Linked DNA regions of Mus musculus: region 2 is linked to region 1. A link is a contact called in public HiChIP or PLAC-seq data. All regions are on one chromosome and are shown on one strand. The core of a region is the stretch at or near the end of the contact, and the rest is flanking DNA. Distances in the headings are between cores, read along the strand shown.

Region 1 (2,639 bases), core at 36-2,535:
GTTCATTCTCAGACATATTTGATCTATAGATTCATGTGCTTCTTATACAATATTGTGCACAAGTGCTGGCTAACAAAATAAGTGCAAGAGGTGGATGAGATTTTAGTGCTGTGTAAAGTCCTTTACCCAGACTATAACGCAGTTCCCTGAATAGAAAGGACCACAGTATTTTTTTTTCTTGACAATTTAGAAGTCAGGGAAGGAAACAGTTCTATTAAAAGTATTAAGGTACAGAGGAATACATTCAGGTACATGTAGGGCCAAGCAAATAACCATTCTCTGTATTTTGGGAGGTGCGGGGGACCAAGGAGGGCTCTGGGTAGCATGAAAGGGTAGTTGTTTGGTGTCTTTGAACACTAACACTCTTGTCTGGCACTTCCTGAGTGTACAAATCACTTTTGCTGCATCTGTGCTATGTCCTTCTAACCTTTTAAGGTATCAAGGATTGAATCCTGATCTCAGAGAGAACCTGTTAATGGTGTAAGATGGTGGTGAGCCAAAAGCACTATTCCTATTTTGGTTTAAGAACACTAGTTTTTACATTACAAATTCAGTGTGTGTTCCCCGTGGCACTGGCAAACTCTCACAGATGGGTTACCTACCTGCTTGCCTCCGCGGTTTATCACCAAGGGACCATTTTACAAAAGCAGGTGGCTGTCTCTCCCTGTTATTACCCAAGGGCTGGGAAATCAGCTAAGCAGAGAGAGAAGAGTAGTGTCTTTGTGTTTCAAGTAGCATTTATGAAAAGTCCTGCATTTCACAGGTTATGTTGTGTTACACTGAGGTGTGTTTGTGTGTGGTGGGTGGGCCTACTGGAGCCAGTAGAGCACCGAAGTCCTTCACACAGAAAATGTTCAGAAACAAATAAAGTCTCCTGTACTGTGGCTGTTCCACACTAATGGGGGGAGGAGAGAAAGGCACCAATAAACATCCCACCTGAACCCTAGAAAAGCAGGTGGGGCATGAAGGGGCGGGCTGTGAGCAGCTCATCTCCTCACACGGAAAGGTGGCACAACATCTTCTCATCCCGAGGAGGAGAGCAGGGATGGCGGCTGGGGAGATGAAGAGCTCTGGGGAATTATCGAGCAGAGGGGGTGAATCAGAGCCACATCTGGCAACACCTACAGACCTGTCAGAGCTGCCTGCGCTTGTCACCAGCTCAGAGGCTCGCAAACAGGAAACTGCCGGCATGACTTCATCTGACTCTCAAACTCCTAACAGAGGAACTTGCCCCCAAGAAGTTACGAACTAAGTGCAGAGCCAAAGGGTGAGAGGTGGGGGGTCGGAGTTCAAGTTCAGGTTACAGGGCATCGAGTGAAGGCAGCAACTCTCAAAAGCAATCTGGGTTCAGTGCTGAGTATTATCGTCACCAAGGCCCGACTTCACAGGAAGGAAGCGAAAACTCAATTACACAGGGACACGAGGAATCTGTAAACCGGCCAAGGGAGATAAAGTTACTCACTCATTTGTCAGTCACTTGTGACATTCTGTGTCAGAGACTGATCTCATGAGAGAAAACTGTAAACCTAACGTGACCAAGACGGAGGCTTTATTTCCCTGAGTGGAAGTGCCAGGGGGCAGAACAGCCCCATGACTGGCTTATTCAGCAGCTCGACAGCACTGGCAAAGCCTGGTTTTACATCTGGTTCTCTGCAAATTCACCTGCAGGGATCAATGGCCAGAGTGAGGTACCCTAGGGCAGAGACACTTGGAGGACATGCCTCTACCTAGAAAGCATTACCATAGTAAGAAAGGATCGCCGGCCATCCTGTGGCCCCAGCCGTATCTGGAGAAGACCACTTGACAGCTATGCATTGAGCAGTTCCTACACGGCGGCTCCTGTACTGGTCACTGGAAAAACAGACAAGGATCTGCTGGTCTACAGAACACAGAGATTAACTGTGGGATGGATGGTAAAGACTGATCTGAATAATTGAAACGCCACTGTAACAAGCACCGGACTGCAGAGGTGAGGTCACAAAAGCAAACAGGGGACTTAAGCTAGATGAGGTGTCTTAGGGTTTTACTGCTGTGAACAGACACCATGGCCGAGAAAACTCTTATAAGGACAACATTTAACTGGGGCTGGCTTACAGGCTCAGAGGTTCAGTCCATTATCATCAAGGCAGGAACATGGCAGCATCCAGGCAGGCATGGTGCAGGAGGAGCTGAGAGTTCTATGTCTTCATCTGAAGGCAGCTAGCAGAATACTGGCTTCCAGGCAGCTAGGATGAGGGTCTTAAAGCCCACACACAGTGACACACCTACTCCAACAGGGCCACACCTTCTAATAGTACCACTCCCTGGGCTAAGCATAGACAAACCATCACATGAGGGGAGGGGAGGCCTTCTGAAGGGATCCTGTAGTTTCTGAGAAAGGGGCGAGGGCAGGAAGGGAATACATACTGGACAAGCTGGTGGGCCCATTCAATAGCTACTCTAATGGAGTAGAGACAAGAGTTGAACTTGGAGCAAGATGAAGCTAAGGAACTAATCAGGAGTCAAATCAAATTAGCAACACCTCACCACCTCTTCTTTCCTCTCTCTCTTGCTCCCCCCTCACTTCTTTTTATCCAGAACTGGGCGAATCCTGCTGGAAGTAATTAACAGTTAACTTTATCTTTCCACCTTTCCCTTTT
Region 2 (2,639 bases), core at 41-2,540, 200 kb after region 1:
CACTAAGCATCTTTGTAAAGAAGAGGAAGAAATGGCAGGCACCCGAGCGGTTTCTGCACACAGCCAGAAAGGGTTTGAATGGAAAGCCTGCTCTGCAGCACAGTTTACTTTATAAACCTTAAGTGAAAACACTAAATGTCCTTCCTGTCACCCTGGAAGTGGCTTTCACGTGGCCCAGGTACAAAGACATTTTTGTAAGCCTTTCAAAGCACCTGTTGTTTCGTTCCTCCTGGTTCCTATGTGAGTGACTGTATTTACTCGCTGGGCTGTGCCCTGAGTACTTAATGGTTGAGGGTCTCGTTCTTCCAAGTTTTGGCTGGCATCTAAGCTCAGCCTGGTCTCCCTTACACAGAGCAGAAGAACCCAGGCAAAAGCTGCCAGTGTCTGAAACAGTGCTCTCTCCCACTCCCCGACAGCTCCCACAATAGGAGAGCAGGGAGAGAGAGGACTTGAGAACAGGGGTCAGGAGACAAGCCATCTGACCTTTCTGCCCTGGACAGGGAAATCAGACTAGATGGTACATGAGGTCACTGCCAGGATTAAGCCAAGGGAGGGAAAGCTGGGAGGCCCGTGGAGCCGTGGTAACCTCTGGTTCATGATCACCTTCCTCTGTGGAGTCTTAAGTCTTCTTGAAGTGGGCAGAGGCACCCTGCAGATTATAATTTCAGAGTAAAAATTGAAAAGGAAAGGGAAGGGAAGGGAAGGGAAGGGAAGGGAAGGAAAGGAAAGGAAAGGAAAGGAAAGGAAAGGAAAGGAAAGGAAAGGAAAGGAAAGGAAAGGAAAGGAAAGGAGGAAAGGAAGCTGAGTCACACAAGCTGCCTATGCTTTCTCAGAGTCCTTGGTAACTACAGATGCCCTATATTTCTTCTGTTTTGTTTTGTTTCTTACAGTTTTATTGTTCTGTATACAACCCTCATGTTCCAGGTTCTCCTGTGTGGATGTTGCTGGTCCCAGCTGGTGGCCCCAGAGGGTCGAGATGGAGAGGCTGTGTGTAAGGTAAGAGTGCAGAATGGGATGAGTCCCGCATCCTCTCATGTCTGCCGCCACAGGAAGGAACTTTACATACCATCTGGGACACGGCAGGCAGGCCGGTCGGCCTCTAATATTTTGCCAGCATTAGTCGAACCTTCTCAAATCTTTGGTGCTATAGAAGAGAAAGCACTCACTCACCTGGAGTTTACACAAACAGCTCTGTTCTGCATGGATAAAAATGCAAAGGTGTCAAGGGCAGTTAGGTAGAGTCTGAGCAGGAGAGAAAACAGCTGCTTCCTCTCAGCCGGCTTCTTATAGTCAAAACACCCAGGGAGGAAGACTAAGAAAGTCACTTGTGTTGTGGTTGAGAGTGTGGGCATCAAGCTGTGTTTGCATTCCGTCCTGCCAGTTACTAACCCTGTAACTCTGAGAAAGAGTTCCCAGGCCGGTTTCCTCTTCTCTGAAATTTGGACAAGACTGGAAGCAGCTCTGCAGGTGGTCATGAGAGTTCAGTGAGCTAATATGTACCAAGGGCCCTGTGGTAGGGATTCAAGACGCCTCGCTGATTATCATGACTACGATTAGTGACACGGAAGGAGTGTGCAAGCACTTTACTTTTCTTTGCTCCGAACCTACTTCTGTGTCGATGAGGTCAAACCCACCATGTAAAGGTTACAGATCGTCATCAGCTGAGATGCGGCAGCATCCGGACCAACGGGTGAGCCTGAACCCAGGCCAAGCCTTAACAAGAAAGCAAGGGAAAGGCTAACACAAACAACTCAGGACAGGACCAGTAGTTTGATCTAACGTAATGCACAAAATCCCACAGGCGACACATGGCCAAGAGACCTCTTTCTCGAAACCCAGAGGGGACTCAATCAACCTCAGAACACACAAGTTGTATAGTCACAGGAAGGACAACTTTCCATGGCAGAACTACGTACATGTGGACTGTGGCTTACATTAGTCCCCAGGGTGTAGTGTGTGAGTCAGGTCCCCTCCTCCATCCTAACTGTGCCGACTGATAGATCCCAGAATTAAGAATACAAACTTCAGGGTGTGGGGAATTTCCAACGCTCTGTACCTGGCAGAGTTTAGCCTCTGATGTGGTTTCATTTTTTCCTGGTGTGTATCTCATCAGGTATTTGTGGTAGTTCGAATGAGGACACCTCCCCCATAGGCACAGGTATACGAACACTTGGTTCCCGCTTGGTGGCACTGTTTGGGGGAAGTTATTGGAACCTTTAAGAGGTGGAGCCTTGCTGGAGGAAGCTGTCTCCCTACCCTCAGCCACTTCTGTTTTGTTGGTTCGCTCCGTGTTTGCAGAGGCAGGTGAGATCACTCAGCTTCCTGCCCCAACTGCCCGCTCCCTGCCCCCGCCCCTCAGGAACCATCCACCACAATAAACTACATCCGTAACTCCTTTTTTGTCGGAGTGTTTTATATAGGCTTGATCGCTGTTGTAGCATCACCAATGCCATTCTTCCTGTCCATCAGGCAAGCTGAGAACGCTCTGGATGTCCGATGGGAGAGCCCAGGGAAGTAGCGGTGGGCTCTGGAGAGATTGGGTAGGATCATTCCGTTCTGTACTTTTGCAAGTTCTGCCTTTACCTACATCCTACCCTCTCCTACCCCAACACAGACCTCCCAGGTTCTAATCTTCAACT

What was found. HiChIP or PLAC-seq counts read pairs in DNA pulled down with a chosen protein or histone mark.
Region 2: a Foxp3 HiChIP or PLAC-seq map of regulatory T cells shows a contact between it and region 1, with 3 times the contacts expected there. The contact joins two enhancer-like sites. A contact is called at or near these places in 13 of 484 Hi-C or Micro-C datasets (B cells, CD8 T cells, the HL-1 cell line and 8 more) and 4 of 115 datasets of contacts at active chromatin or transcription factors (memory CD8 T cells, microglia, regulatory T cells and 1 more).

What each region holds. Positions count from the first base shown.
Region 1 is chr4:32,362,382-32,365,020 of GRCm38.p6, reverse strand. It overlaps a transcript of Bach2 not described here. Among named protein-coding and RNA genes, the nearest start is that of Bach2, 54 kb to the left of the region's middle. Within about 2 kb of position 1,285, at least 68 of the 459 cell types and tissues checked have an H3K27ac peak or open chromatin away from gene starts, as enhancers often do. A contact at or near this core is called in B cells, CD8 T cells, memory CD8 T cells and 2 more, where this site is marked.
Region 2 is chr4:32,163,777-32,166,415 of GRCm38.p6, reverse strand. Gm42266 (a long non-coding RNA gene) reads left to right here. Exons shown (of 3, transcript XR_881176.2): 2 at 925-996. Among named protein-coding and RNA genes, the nearest start is that of Gm52717, 4.2 kb to the right of the region's middle. Within about 2 kb of position 1,290, at least 67 of the 459 cell types and tissues checked have an H3K27ac peak or open chromatin away from gene starts, as enhancers often do. A contact at or near this core is called in B cells, CD8 T cells, memory CD8 T cells and 2 more, where this site is marked.